Regions from separate parts of the Triticum aestivum genome. Here region 2 is linked to region 1. Evidence: chromatin contacts called from public Hi-C data. All regions are on one chromosome and are shown on one strand. The core of a region is the stretch at or near the end of the contact, and the rest is flanking DNA. Distances in the headings are between cores, read along the strand shown.

What was found. A called contact is a pair of places that touch in the nucleus more often than the background predicts.
Region 2: a Hi-C map of leaf shows a contact between it and region 1, with 5 times the contacts expected there. The contact joins the promoter of LOC123165982 here to the enhancer-like site in region 1. A contact is called at or near these places in 3 of 5 Hi-C or Micro-C datasets (leaf and an unstated tissue).

What each region holds. Positions count from the first base shown.
Region 1 is chr7D:461,946,322-461,949,021 of IWGSC CS RefSeq v2.1, forward strand. No RefSeq gene overlaps it. Among protein-coding and RNA genes, the nearest start is that of LOC123169307, 14 kb to the right of the region's middle. Within about 2 kb of position 1,365, at least 1 of the 8 cell types and tissues checked has an H3K27ac peak or open chromatin away from gene starts, as enhancers often do.
Region 2 is chr7D:462,289,466-462,292,165 of IWGSC CS RefSeq v2.1, forward strand. LOC123165982 reads right to left here and starts at 1,446. Exons shown (of 3, transcript XM_044583745.1): 1 at 1,137-1,446. The coding sequence starts at 1,300.

The DNA.
Region 1 (2,700 bases), core at 115-2,614:
GTAGTACAGATCTCCTCAAGCAGCTTTGCCAGTGGGCCGGCCAAGTATCTTCGAGATGTGTGTTTTTCTTTCGTTTTGTTCGGTTTCTATTGTTCATTTGTTTATTATTTTTTGCTTTTCTTTATATTTCGAAATATTCTAAATAAATATTCTTCAAAATATATTTATTTCAATTTTTGAAAGCGTTCATCACACATTAAAAAAGTCATGCAATGTAGAAAAATTGTTCATGCAATTTTTAAAGAGTTCACGCATTTCAAAAATTTGTTCTTGACATTAAAAAATGTCCATGAAGTTTTTTTAACCTCTCAACGCTCCCTTTTGTTAGCTACTCCCTCCGTTCTTAAATATAAGACCTTTTAGATATTCCACTATAGATAGATTACGTAGGGAGTAGTAATCAAAACAGAGTCACTTACAAGCAAGGGAGTGATGGCATCTGGTGCCTCATCGAACCAAGAATTTGGGGGAGAAAAATTACAAAGTCTAGCTAGGTCATCAACAACAACATTTGCTTCTCTGTGAATGTGTTCATGCCGAACATGAGTGAAGTCCCTAGCCATATGGAAGCAATCATCTCGGATGGCGGCCGATGATCCTGACGTATTGTCTCCGTCTTGCATTGCTAAGATTACATCAATGTTGTCGGAGTTGATGATTAACTTAGTGCAGCCCAAAGATGTTGCCAAGTTTAAACCAAACCGAAGAGCCAGCGCTTCTACCATGAAGACATCTATGCAAACACCAACAACATTGTTACTTTCCCCGGAAAAACAACAACAACATTGTTACTTGCTGCTAAGAATTTTCCAGCACTGTCATGCAAAACAGAAAATGCCGATGCAGTTTGTACAAATATTCTGTACCACTAAAAAATGTTCGTGGCATTTAAAAAATGTTCATGACATTAAATTTTCTATAAAAATGTTTATACAATGTGAAAGAAATATTTGCGTAATTTTAGACAAATATTTAGTATCATTCAAAAACATTTCGTGACATTTTTAAAAGTTTAAATAATGTAATAAAAATGTTCAGCGTGTACCAAAAAATGTTCAACGCATATAAAAAATGCAACATGTATTTGAAATAATTAAAAAGGACAAAAAATTAAAAAGTATAGGGAAAAAAGTAAAAGAAAAACCATAAAGGAAAACATAGAAAAAGGAAAGAAACCGCATGAAACCTTCTCAGAACCGATGAAGGTTCCACAAACCGGTGCACAAAACCTTTCCAAAACCACTTCACTGGGTTGGCCTATTAAAAGGACACAAAGCGAGCGCCAAAGGCAAGACAGAGCTAGATCTCACAATAAGCGAGACATAGCTCCCGGTGTGCTATGCACTCGCAGCACCCATGACAATTATGGCCTAGTATTTGGGTTGGGCCTATTTAAGATCGTCACTGAGATGGGGCATGGGCCTGGATGGTATGAGTATGGGTAAGCATAACTCTTTTTTCTGTGATAATGTGTAAGCCTATATAACTGATGCCATGTGTTGAACCCAATAATTTTCCGACATAGGATATAATATCATTATACATTAACTAGTAGCTCTAAATGTAGTAATTTGCTGAAAATCCATATCTATAAGTTTTTATATAAAAACTCAAGGGTATTAAAAAATATGTTGATAAATATACATTTAAAATTTGGTTAAAACATAAAGTAATATCCATGTTGAGGAAATATAATCAATTGTCGGAGCTATAGTAAATTGCACTAAGCTAATGTAAACAAGATTTTTACATCACATCCATAGTTAAAAAACTGTATAGGACTGGCAGCCGAACCGGAAAATGCTGGGATAAACAATGTTGACGGCTTCTTAAGGTGTGTAGACTGTGCTGCCATCAGACAAAAAGAATTGGCAAGAAAAACTATTTGACCTTTGTTTACTACTATATTAGTATAAATGTATGTTTGTAGCCTAAAAAACTAGATGTGAACAAGTGACGGTGGTTGGACCGACAAAAACCTAAACCGAGAACCTCATCAGTTTGGTCACCACTTTTTTAAACTATGGCCAGAGTAAGTACATAGAGGAAATGATTGCATTCTTTTACCAGTATTCACTTGTGCACTTCTGTTTTCGCAGTCTACATCTATGACCTTTTGCCTTCACAATTTTGAAAAAAATGAAAAATGATTTTGTTTGCTAAGCTATAAATATTATGATCAAAAGATAGTAGCACCCCACGAGCGAATAAAGAAACTAGGGTTTCCATGCCTCCTGCTGGTAATGATCTGCCTCGTCTTCTGTGGCCTTAGGGCCATGGAGGCACAGTGGACCCCTACCCTTCTCGGTGGGAGGACTCCTGCTTCGCTTTAGGTGTGTTTTTTAGTTTTTTAGGTTTTATCTTGCTTTTGAGTTTGTTTAGGGTTTTGCCTTGCTTAGGAAGGTGAGGAGGTGGCGGCTCCCTGAAGATGAAATAAGGTTCTCTCCGCCTAGCCACCGCCCCAGGGTACATCTAGCGTCGTCCGAGGGCGTGTGGAGGTCTATCCCCGATGGATCTAGCGGGATTTAGTTAGTGTTTGTCTTTGGTGGATTTGTATGAATCTGGTATTCATTTATTTGCGTTCGTGTGTCTACAAGTTCGATGCTTGTGATCTACACTTCTCTCCATCAACGACGATTGTTGTTCTGGTGCGTTGGTCCTTTGGTGCGTTAGCACGGCGACATCCCTACTATCTACTAC
Region 2 (2,700 bases), core at 196-2,695, 340 kb after region 1:
TCCTTAGCAGGTTGAGCAGCATCCACAGCAAGAGGCGTTGGCGTCGGTGGAGTAGGAACCATAGGAGGAACCCGACGTGACGGACAGGAGACCTCGCCAGATAAAACACCCCAGAGACGAATGCCACGCATATGAATGCGAAAGAAGGCAATGAACTCGGTGTAGTTAGTTCCATCAAAAATCAACGGGCAGCAAGGGATGACGACATACCCCGACGACGAAGACATACTATCTTCTATTTTTACAGCTAACCCAGATCAACCACGTAGGAAACAGGCAGCGGAGCGGATCAGACCAGGAGAGCAGCACCACGTAGCAGGTAACAGCACCACGTAGCAGCAGGTAGTAGTGGACAGCAGAGAGCACCACGTAGCAGCTAGCAACACAACGTAGCAGCAGCTAGGGAACACCAGCAGGTAGCAGCCAGCAGCAGCGGTCCTTGGTGACAGCAGATTGAGGGGAGCAGCGGCGGGAGTCCTCGCGGGCATGGGCGGACACAGGCGGAGGTTGTTGGATGGAGGCAGGTTGATCTGGAGTCCCGGCCTGATATGGATCGAGGGACTTGCGGCAGCCGTCACGGGCGGCGGACACGGAATCAGCACGCGAACATGCGGCAGAGATAAGCAGCGACAATCAGGCGATAGAAGAAGCAGCGACCGCGCGAGATTGGATCGGGAAGCACGAGTTGCGCGTGTTAAAGAAAATAACCTAGGCTCTAATACCATGTTAGAAAAGAGACTTATCTTTATTGAAGACCCAAGAGGCATATATATATTACACATGACTTGAGGTGTAAGGAAACTAAACATAGACTAATAAGGACTCTAGACCAATATTAATACTCCTTAACATATGTATACAGTATACTGTGGTTCAACCTATAGTAAATGAAGTTCATGAAAGGAACTTTTGTTTTGTCTTCTAATTTCCATCCCTACACGGCTACACCTAATTAAAAATGTAGAGCAATAGTCCTATTCTACAAGTACTTTAAGCCCGACTATATGAAGTAATCTACACCCTGGAGATGTTAAACTTGCATAGTGGTATATCAAACCGAATTGTTAGACCTAAAAGTTGGAATGCGTGTGCATCGGTATCGCATCGTTCCTTACACAAATCAAAGAACAGCTTACCTCGGCCAAGGAGGGGCGGGGGATGCGGTGGAAGGATTCCGACTGCCACCGAGTGCCTCGGCGCGGCGGACGGACGCGCGCGTGGCCCTTGCCCCGTCTCGTTGGTGGCAGGTGGGGGGCGCCGGCGGGGGTTTGGTGGTTCTCCTACGACGAGCGAAATCCATGTTGTCCGGCGGCGGTGCGGAGGTTGGGGGCCCCTTTTTTTTTTCAGAAACGGTGGGGGGCTCTCGGATGCCGGGGCGGCGGCGGAGGCCGCGTGGTTGGCTCTGCAGCAGATCTGGCAATCCGGACCGAAAACCTGGGCCAGCCCCGTAGCATGCGTGCCCAGTACATAACGGGCCTGCCTGGCATGGGACTAAAACGGGTCGTGCCTGGCCCGTCGCACGCCGTGCGATGTGCTTGTCAGCACCAGCAACTAGTTAACGAGCTCATCCTATGGGATATGCAAAAATTCATGTGGACGCAGGAGTCAGGTTCGAGCGGGGAAGCTCTGCTGCTGCTATCTGTAGGGATGACCAAGGATTCTATCTTGGAAGCTCTGCACTCGTCACTTATGGTATATGCGATCCTACTGTGTTGGAGGCCTTAGCCTTGGCGGAGGACCTCAACCTGCAACAGTTCATCATTGCCTCAGACTGCAAACAAGTTGTCTCAGACATTCAAAAGGGGACCAGAGGCCGATATGGTACTATCATCAGCGAAATAAAACTCAGTGCTACTACGTTTAATTGCAATTTTGTTTGGGAGGGTCGTGCCGTAAACTATGAGGCACATAGATTAGCTAAATTTGCTCTTTCGCAGGGTCCGGGACACCATATGTGGCTTGAAAACCCTCATGACCCTTCATGTATCCCACTTCATGTGGATTATGGTGATGAATAAACTGTTTTTCACCCCTCAAAAAAAAAAGTTAACGAGCGCATCTTCGGGAGCATCGCAATGATCAGCATCACCTGGCGCGCTCTCAGCCATTCGCCACGTGTCGCGCTCTGGACGCTTTCTTCGGATTTTATTTTTTTTATTTTTTTCCGCACGCGTTTTCGGCTTTTTAAACGGTTTTTTTTTTCGATGTTTTGATTTTCCCCGGTCTTTCTTAGCTTTTCGACTAAAAAAAATTTCAAAAAAAAAAACTTTTTGCGCGAAAAAAACGCGTTTATTTTTTTTTCTTTCACGAAAGTCACGGTTTTTCTTCCGCGAGAGGCACGGTTGTGCTTTAGCGAGAGTCACGGTCGTGCCTTTCGGAAACGGAAAGAAAACAAGTTTTCTGTTTTTTTCCTTTCGCGAGAGTCGCGGTTTTGCTTCCGCGAGAGGCACGGTTGTGCTTTCGCGAGAGTCACGGTTTTGCTTCCGGGAGAGGCACGGTTTTGCTTCCGCGAGAGGCACAGTTATGCTTTCGCGAGAGTCACGGACGTGCCTCTCGGAAAGGAAAAAACAAAACACGTTTTCTGTTTTTTTTCTTTCGTGAGAGTCACGGTTTTGCTTCTGCGGGAGGCACGGTTGTGCTTTCGCGAGAGTCACGGCCGTCCCTCTCGGAAACCCAAAAAAATACGCGTTTTCTGTTTTT